3 separate regions of the Mus musculus genome follow, and all the other regions are linked to region 3. A link is a contact called in public promoter capture Hi-C data. All regions are on one chromosome and are shown on one strand. The core of a region is the stretch at or near the end of the contact, and the rest is flanking DNA. Distances in the headings are between cores, read along the strand shown.

The links. Promoter capture Hi-C pulls out the DNA fragments that hold promoters and counts their contacts.
Region 1: a promoter capture Hi-C map of pre-B cells shows a contact between it and region 3. The contact joins the promoter of 4930467K11Rik here to the promoter of Man1a in region 3. A contact is called at or near these places in 2 of 39 promoter capture datasets (frontonasal cranial neural crest and pre-B cells) and 2 of 484 Hi-C or Micro-C datasets (cardiomyocytes and uterus).
Region 2: a contact with region 3 is called in a promoter capture Hi-C map of pre-B cells. The contact joins the promoter of Serinc1 here to the promoter of Man1a in region 3. A contact is called at or near these places in 3 of 39 promoter capture datasets (cranial neural crest, liver and pre-B cells).

Annotation. Positions count from the first base shown.
Region 1 is chr10:57,484,648-57,487,918 of GRCm38.p6, forward strand. 4930467K11Rik (RIKEN cDNA 4930467K11 gene) reads right to left here and starts at 1,706. Exons shown (of 4, transcript NR_045353.1): 1 at 1,536-1,706; 2 at 392-427. It overlaps Hsf2 (heat shock factor 2), which reads left to right and starts at 1,738. Exons shown (of 12, transcript NM_008297.3): 1 at 1,738-1,954. The coding sequence starts at 1,862.
Region 2 is chr10:57,531,017-57,533,959 of GRCm38.p6, forward strand. Serinc1 (serine incorporator 1) reads right to left here and starts at 1,513. Exons shown (of 9, transcript NM_019760.3): 1 at 1,341-1,513. The coding sequence starts at 1,379.
Region 3 is chr10:54,074,198-54,077,468 of GRCm38.p6, forward strand. Man1a (mannosidase 1, alpha) reads right to left here and starts at 1,540. Exons shown (of 13, transcript NM_008548.5): 1 at 1,329-1,540; 2 at 219-1,073. The coding sequence starts at 827. It overlaps Gm16998 (predicted gene, 16998), which reads left to right and starts at 1,725. Exons shown (of 3, transcript NR_038016.1): 1 at 1,725-2,656.

The DNA of each region.
Region 1 (3,271 bases), core at 456-2,955, 3.4 Mb after region 3:
ACAGAGATTGACAATGAGTGGACAGGACGATGGTCATGGGATCACAAAAGATCTGTGCCATTATAACAGGGCAGGACTTATTCTAGAAACATGGGACACCATTGGGTAGTTTCCAGTCTGGAAGTGGCTGTTTAGATTTGTAAGCATGCAGTGACGGACCAGAAGAGGAAACGCTTTCCTAGGGCTTTATCTGCTGTAACTACAGCAGGATTTTCACTGCCATTTTCTCTGTGAGGCTCTGGGACTGAAAATATTCCCAAACTGAGGTAAAGCAACCCATCATCGCATTGGAATGTGCTTGGAAACTTCTAGCTAACCCACTCTGGGAATCTGGCTACAGAGTTGGTTCTGATTAGCTTTGTGTAACTGGTTGAATAGAATTTGTACCAACCTGAATCAGACCCTTTGAAGCTTCCTCTTTGGGTTGCTGTGAGGATTAAATAGGATAAGACATGCAAAGCCCTTGTCACATAAGACCTCATCAAATATTAGTCTTTTTTTTTAAAATCACAGTTACCCCATCATATATCCCCATCATATATCCAAACAGTGCTGTATGACTGTGTTCAGTATATGCTTACTGAAAAAGTTGTCTGTCTGTCTATCTATCTATCTATCTATCTATCTATCTATCTATCTATCTATATTTCTTGCCATTAGCCCAGGATACCTGGAGCTCACTATTTAACCCAGGTTGACCTCCACTGCTCCACAGTTCTACCTCAGCCTCCAGAGTGCTTGACTTACAGATTCCAGACACTATGATCAGCTATTAAGTAACAAACAAAACAAAACAACAACAAAAAAAGTTTTTTAAAAAATCTTTTTTTCAGAGATCCACGTTATTATAGCTACTCTTCACGGGTAGAAAGTCTTATTGTCAATGAAGAAATGGGAAATTTCGCTCAAGAAGCTGTTCCGAATCACATTTTGCCTGAGGAAACCCCTGTGAGGTACATGCAGAACAATCATTTTGACTCAGATACTCTAAAACTAGACTCGTTGCTTTTGAACTGGGCTTATGACAGGCACCTGATGCTTGCTGAGTTGAGAAAAGCATATAAGATGCTCTTAACAGATGCTGGCTCCTAATAGTACACACACACACACACACACACACACACACACACACACACAATAGCAAGTACTTCACAAATAGGGAACTATTATTCATGCTTCAGGTTTTGATAAAACTGTCCTTAAATGAGCTATTTTTCTCCCCATGAAAAATGTATAGAAAAGCTCATTGTCTTTAAGATAGTTTCAACCAGGGGCCTAGCACATCTGCTCACAAGCAGCTCACTGCCCCATGTGATGTATTCCTTCCTTTAGATTGGAGCAAATTACTCTTCGCCGGTCAAACTTATGAGTCAACTGCCCTTGGGCTTCTCTGCACTCTGCCAGCCACAGCCGGTGCACCCAAACCCTTTCCATGCGAATCCACTAAACAAGGTTTCCCTGGACCCAATATCATTCCCTAAGAGAGTACCCTGCCTAAAAGGTAACAGAGAAGGCTGAACCACTCTTGGGCCCACCCCTCCTCGCGGCAGCAGCCAATCGCTTTGCTCTGTAGTGCATCCGAAGCCTTGGATTGGACTCGCTGAGACCGGGCGCGGGAGTAGAGCGCAGGGGTGGAGCGCGAAGCCTTGTCCATCACGTGCGGCCGCGGGGTCTCTCCGCCTTCACCGCGCGCCCCGCGGCGCCGAGGGGGCGGAGCCCGAGATCCGCCGCGCCTGCGTGGTGTGCGTTCCCCGGAGCAGCAGCTGCTGCCACCGCCGCTGCTGCCGCCGCCGCCGCCGCCGCCGCCGCTGCGACCTCCGCGTTCGGTAGTAGAATTTGGAATCCCTGCACCGGGCTAACAATGAAGCAGAGTTCCAACGTGCCGGCTTTCCTCAGCAAGCTGTGGACGCTTGTGGAGGAAACCCACACCAACGAGTTCATCACCTGGAGTCAGGTAGGGTCGGGGACGCGGTGGCCTCGGGTCCCCCTTGTCGAACCGGCTCGGCTCGGCTCGGCTCGTTTCGGCTCGGCTCGGCTGGGCTGGGTTGGGCTGGGCTGGGCTGGGCTCGGCTTCTCCCGCGGCCTGCGGCGGCGCGCGGCCTCCCCACCTCGCGCGGACCCCCGGCTTTGTGTGCGCGGCGAGCCGGGCCCCGCAGGCTCCGTTCTCCTCCGGCCGCGCGCCGTGGGGGAGGGGCGCCCTGGTAACGGTCCCGCCGGCCCGGGGAGCTCGGAACCGGCCCCGGCGGCGCGTTCTGCACACTCATCCTCAGTCGTCTGCTCGCCGCGGGGCGCGGAGGTCGCGGAGCCCCGGGAGAGCGGGCGAGCGGGCTAGTGAGCGAGCACAGGTCTTATCTAAAGAAATCACCTCCGCGGGGATTGCTTGCCCTGGCGTCTGGGATCTTTTATGATGATAATGGGAAAATGTGCAGACTCCGACTGCTCTTGCCTTGAGCTTTTAAATTTTATTTATGTATTTTATTTATGTAGTTTTAACATAGAAATTTCCCAGTTATTGTTTTGAGACTGGGTCGTTTCTTTAAAATAATTCAAGTAAAAGTGCCTGTAGACTATGCTTAGTAACTTAGCGGCTTGGAGTTAAAAACCGAGTCGTTAAATTTCACAGAATAGTTGCCGGCATAGTGGTTTGTGGTTGCCTTGATCAGTTTGATCCAGATCCTCCTTATAAATAAAGATGACCTTAATCAAGCCCGGTATCTTGCCTGGTCTAAGTTATGTGTTAGATTGATGCGTTGCCTAGGTGACCCAAGACCCCCTCCCCCCAGTTCCACACAAAGATTCTTTGCAGAGTGATTCTTTACATCACTTGTGCCTTTCCTTTGCTAGACTCGCAATGCTTGGATTGTTCAAATCTCTTCATGAAGGGGATCGGCTCCTCTTACTGGAGTTGATGACTTATTCAGGGTATTTTCATGTTCACAGTTTTTGAGATGAGTAAGTGGGAAATACCTAGCTATATGTCAAATAAATGTTATCTCCTCCGTTTCATTTGTGCCCTTTTCTGTTGTTAAAACTAGTTTTCACCCTTGCCTGCTTTTAGGAGGTAACAGCAATAGAATATACCTGATATTTGGACAACTATGTCACTGAATTTTTGCTGAGTATTAGTGCCAAGTTTTAAAAATTTCTTTCTAGGATTTAATTTTCGTGTGTATTGTCACATAGGTGCCCCACCCCCAACCCCTGCTGGTTGTGTAGACTAAGCAATTGATTAATTTGATACATTGGTACAAAGAAGTGAAAATAAAGAAAG
Region 2 (2,943 bases), core at 263-2,762, 3.5 Mb after region 3:
TTCATATCCCTCTAACTCTATGGTCTCAATGGAATTGCTGTGTGCCCACACCACAACCAAGCTAATTCTAGTATTACAAATTAAATAACTCAACATCCTAACAAACAAACCAAGGAAACATTTTATAATAACTACTTACAATTGTTATGTGTATGCATATGTGTCTTATGTGTGGGAGTATGTGCCCATGGGAGCCAACTGTCAGTGGAGAGTAGACAGGGGGTGTGAGATTCCCTGGAACTGGAGTTACAAGCAGTGAACTGCCGAATGTGTGGGTGCTGGTAACTAAACTCCATAATCTAGCAAAAGCAGCAAGCTGAGTCATCTCCCCAGCTCCTATTTATTAAGTTTTACTACACTTAATTTTGCCTTCTGTATAAAGGGGTCAACAGACTCAATTAGGCTCTCCGAGGTCAAATTTCCTTATCCAACTGCAAATAGCAAAATATAAGGGAATAGCTCATTGGACTTACAAACAGTATTGAGTAAAAACTAAGCATAATTCTCGTCATATCATACCAAAGCAGTTTTCAAATGATGAGGCATGTAAACTAGCCAGTACATTGGTTACATATACACAAAGGGATGATTTAGTTAAAAAAGATTGTTCCGAGTTAAACTTAGAAATCATTGGCCAAAGAATAAGATTTGAATCCAAATACCTCACCCAAAGCAATGAAGCTTTTTATTATAAACTGCTCTGCCAATGTTTTGTCTATTAGAGAACGGGGTCATCTGTGCCATCTGGTTTACGAAATCTTGCCACTGTTCTAGAGGATTGTACTGCCTCACGAAAATGCAACATACCCTTCCTATAGCATCAACTTTCAGATTGCACGTTCATGTTTTACGTCAAAAAAAAAAAAAATCAGTACCCACAGACCTGAACACCTTTTCTAGAAACATAAATTTGGAAATATAAGAATCAAAGCAAACAAAACCGAAAAAGGTACGTAGTAAGGGAATTTGACTTCTGTATTAAAAACAAGAACAAAAAAAACCCGGTAAGACTACGTCGACACTTGTCGAGATGTCCCAAATAACGGGCCCGACTCCCTGGCGGCTGCGTGTCAGAACAAAAGAGGCCTCCGGGAATGACAGTGCCGCAGTGCGAGGTCGCCGGAATCGGGGTGACAAGGAGAAACTCAGTGCCCGTGGGAGGAAGGAGCTGGAACGGCGACGGCCGAGGCTCCCACGAGAGAGAAAGCCATTGCTCGGGAGACGCCCCGCTCCGCCCGGCCTCACCCTCACTAGGCTCCAGCCCCGAAGCGGAGCCGCAAAGACCGGAGGAGGGCGGATAAACCCAGCTCGCACGGGCCGCGAGCCCCAGGTCGCCTTACCCAGCTCGCCACGGAGCACAGCCCCAGAACGCTCCCCATCGCCGCCGCGTCACCAGCTCGGCGCGTGCCGACAAGATGGAGACAGCTTCTTTCGTCCTTTTTCTGGGCTTATTTACTGTCTGGCAGGCACTTCCGGCGCAGACGCACAAGCCCCTCAGCTTCGCGTGCGTCACTTCCGCTCAGACCTGGACCCGGTGACTGCTGCCGGGCGTGCGCAATGCGCCGAGAGGAAGGGCGTGGTCTTCAGCGATGCTAGATTTGTGGCTTCATGGAGTGGGCCTACTTTGCCAAGTAAAGAAGACTGTGTTAGGGAAGGCCTCTGTCATTGTCTTGAATTTGGACGTTAGAAGAGCTACTGTTACTGTTTTTTGGTTCCTCTTGGGATTTAGCCATCTCATTTCCACTAAAGTCCCCTTTTTAGTTTTGTTTTCTTTGTTGTTGTTCTACTAACATACATATTTTACTCCTGCAGCCACTATGTGGAACAAGTTTCACTGGTGTGTGTATATATGTGTGTGTGTGTGTGTGTGTGTGTGTGTGTGTGTATGTATGTTATATATCATATATATACATATATGTATGTATATATGTATATAATATATATCTGTGTGTACATATATATGTGTCCGTATATATATATGCGCGCGTGTGTGTGTGTGTGTGTGTATGTGTGTGTGTGTGTGTGTGTGTGTGTGTGTGTGTGTATTTCCCCCGCAAGTTTGGGCCTTTCCGTTCTTTTGTTTACTATTGAGACACATTTTAACATGTACTTGAAAAAGGGTTCACTTAGTTAAGACATTTATTATAGTATAGGGGTTTATTAACAGCTATCCGGACATACAATTGACATCCTTGTTTTGATGTGTATGTTTGGGCTGTGTTCATAGAAAAGTGTCGATTCTTATTTTTCTGTAATTTGCCCTTGAAAACATTCCATGAGAAGAGTTTGGTACACAGACATCACTTTGAAATACCCATTACTATAAATATTTTAAAATAAAGATGTCTCATAAAATTGACAAAAAACGCATATAGAGGGGTGGAGTAACCCTTATCAATCTGGCAGAACTACAACTGTTAACTAACACAGACCAAAGAGTGGGGATAAAATTGAAAACAGAAGATAATCAGCCTGTGTGTTTTGAGCATGCAAATCTGTAAAGTCTCTGGTATCCGTTCCCTAGTATTTGGAAGTTCAAGATTCAAAAAACAAAAAACAAAAAACAAAAAGAAAAAAACAGAACACACAGAGCTACAAAATGTTCAGTGAGTCCATTTGTAGTTGGAGATAGATATGGAAGACTGGGAACCATTGTAGTTACAAGAGTCCTGAAAGTAGAGCCCAACATTTCAAGACATAAACTATCACGTAGAGGCTATTTGTACCTCCTCTGATTGATAATGTGACCTCTATACTCTTTCGCCCAAGTGTAAAACTCTGTTTTCAGTATAAGTTGTGAAGACACTAGCTGTTACAGTTAGTATTGTCAACTTGACAGAATCTAGGTTCATCTCTGGCCATGCCTATGCAGGATCATCCTGGTTACTCTAATTGATATGGGCCTTAATTGTGAACAGAGCTGTGATGGGCTATAACCTTGAC
Region 3 (3,271 bases), core at 290-2,789:
CACCAAAGCATGCAAGTTCAATGGGATTCAGCCCCAGATCCTCACTGGTCACTTATCCTGAGGTAGTAAAAGGAAAAACGTGTAGCCTTTGGCACGGTGGTGGAAGCGATGACTTCCCTCGCCTTTGCATGATAAAGGTGAAGTCCTAAGTTCCAATCGTTTATCAAACCTCCCAGAAAACAGCAGCGTGAGTGGGATTTCAGGCAGGCTTTACTCACCTCTTTGATCTTTGCCCTCTTCTCACGGATGGTGGCGTCAGCGGGCTCCCGGTTCTCTACCCCGACGGGGGGCAGGAAGTCCACCTTGGGCAAGCCCCTAAACAGATCCTTGTCACGCAGCTGGTCCTGGGCCACCTTTTCCTTCTCCAGCAGAATGTCTCTTTGGATCTCCTCCGGCAGCTTCTGCAGGGTCTCCTTGGCTTCCCTGAGAGCCCGCTCGTGGTTTTCGCGGATCCTGGCTAAGTTGTCTTCCAGTCCAGCTCCAGGGTCCCCAGGCGCGCCTTCCTCGCGGTGCCGGACTCTCCCCTCGGCGGCATCCTCCGCACGCGCCCCGAGCCCGGGCTTGTGCTCCGCCGGCGGCTGCAAGGCAGGGTTGGAGTGGAACAGGACCCCGCTGAGCAGCTTGGAGGAGTCAGGCAGGAAGAAGATTGCCCCGAAGCAGAGCGTGATGAAGGCGCTGAACACCAGCAGCAGCACGAACTTCTCGGTGAGGCGGAAGGCAGCGGGGCCAGACCCCTTCCTCCCGCCGCCAAGCCCCCCGCCCAGGCCACTGCCCAGGCCGCCGCCCCCAGGGCTACTGAAGAGCGGCAACAGGCCCCCCACGGGCATCGCTCCGGAGGTTGTAGCCGCCGGCTGACAGTCTGTCCAGGGGCCCGGCGCCGAGCCGCTCAGCAGCCAAACTTCGCTGCCGCCGGCTGTCAGCGGCTGCGGGGCCGGCTCTTGCGCATCCAGGCCGCCCAGAGCGCGTGTCTGGGCTGCGGGTCTCCCCGCTTGAAGCGGCTCCCCTCCGGCGATCCTCGCCGGGGCGGCTCCTTTGGCAAACAGGCACGCGCGGCAAACCGCTGGCTGCAGCCCCTGTTGGGGGGAGAGGAGACAGTAAAAGCGCAGTGGTTAGGAAGGTGCTGAGAAAGTTTCCAGTGGGGTCTCCGCCCTCCCCTGGACCCGGGATCCGCAGGACCGTATCCCGGCAGGCAACCCCGGGGTCCAGCCGCGGGCACCACCCTCAGAGCCCACTTTGGACTTGGGGTGAAGTTTTCCAGCCGCGGAGGCAGGGTGTCCCGCGACATCTGGGTCAGCACAGCGGGCACCTCGGTGGCAAGGGCGGCGCACCTCTGGGCAGCAAGGGCGCCGCGTGCGTAGGGGGTTCGTCAACTTCTCCAGCTGCCCATCTCCGAGCGCTTCCCGGCGGGTGGTAGCACGCGTACAGCCGGGTGGCTCTGAGGCCCCGGGACACGGCTCAGGTGAGCGAGCGCACCGACCTGCCGGCGTGAGCCAGCGAACCAGGCACCGTACTGCCCTCCGTCGCGGCCCCGCCGTGCACTAATAGCACTGCCGGTCTCCCGAGCGGTCGGAAACGAGGGCGGTGACGCGTCCGGAGAGTGACAGCGCGTCCGGGCCAATCTTACGCCTCCCAGGGTCCCGCGGGGGTGGAGCCGAGGCGGGGAGGGGGCCGCACGGGGCGGGGAGTTTACGGGAAGCGCTGCCTCTCCGGGACCCGGCAGAGGCGGGGAGGTCGCGGCTCCCCTGGGCTCCCGAGGACTGGAACTGCGCCCGGGAGCCGTGTTAAGACTCGCCCGGAGGACCAGAGCCGGAGTTGGTCCGAGCTTATTCCGCCCAAAACCTATTCAAGCCGAAGCCCCAAAGGTAGTGGATCCCCGAGTGACCACTACTAATATGGTAGCGACAGCTTGCCCCAGTACTCGAAATTGGCGATCCCGAAGAGCATGCAGGGGATTGCGGGGGCAAGCCGTGGTTTTGAAGTGGTTTTGAAGGCTTTTCTCCAGCCACCCCTTATTACCCAAGACAGGGATTCCCCGGTGCCCAATAACTCTCAAATCCAAAGTCTCCAGGCTCCTCCACAAAGCTTTTGAGCTCTCTACTCTACCTCGTTAAGAGCCTTTTACATCCTAGGCGACTTGGGGTTTGGGGACTGCTTGGGGCTCTAAGTATACACCCTCTTCCCCTTACAATAAACAACAACAACAACAAAAGTTGTATGACTCCCCCACACTCCCCCACACCCCCCCCACTTTCGAAATTCATTTACCTCATCGCAGTTGGTCAAATTTTCCATTCAAAGAAGACAGTTTTATGCTGCCAGAGCTCCAAGCAATAAATTGAACCCTGTTGAAATTAAGTCTTGGATGCGACAACTCCCAGCGAAGGCAAGACTTGGTCCAACAGAGATTGTTTTCAACACAGCCTTGCAGTATTCAGTCTCATGGAATGTCATGGAAACTGGCTCCACCTCCCATGACATCCATTGGAATGCCCTGCTGATATTGCATAGATCTACATTTTGACCTGGCTGGGAACCCCCTGCCTCAGGGTGAAGAGACAAGAAAACATTTCCCAAACTGTGTTATGAATCCCCTGTTGCTCCACAAAGAAACAGTTACCAGAGGGAAATTTGACTGACTTCCCACTCCTGAAAGCTGGTTTGTAGCAGCTCTGTTTACCCTCAACCTTCTCCGGAAACATGATTTTAAAGTGTGCCCTTTACTTGTCTTAAACCAGAGGAAAACAGCTGGCAACTTCCAGGAGAGTGCCCACAGCACAGTTGTTTCCAGGTGTTGTGCTGTGTGCATAAAGTAAAAAAGCCAAGGCAGAAATCCTAAGGTCGTTTTCGTTTAAATGTTAATTATCATTTTTAGCCATCACTGTTTGTTGTGTATTGGGTTTGTGCAAAATGAGCCAGTAACATAGTCAGAAGTTCTGGTTAATAAGAAATTATGGCTTGATAAATGTGACTTCATAGCTTGATTATTTTGATACTTGCTATGAAATTCTATGCCCAGAAGAGTGCAGCATATCCAAGCAGGGTAATAGATTTAGCTCTAAAAATGAAAGCAATAATGTTTTCTTTTAATGACGAAAAGGTAAATTTCTTTCAAAGTACATTTGTAGGTTGTGCTTAGGTTGAAAACCTAATGACTGAAATAATAGTGTTTATCTCAATGAGACCCTTGAAACAGCTACCTCACAGAAAGGAAGACAGATCCCTAGAAACAGGGGCTAACTCCTGAGGAAGCCAGTTGCTTTCTTTCTGGTCA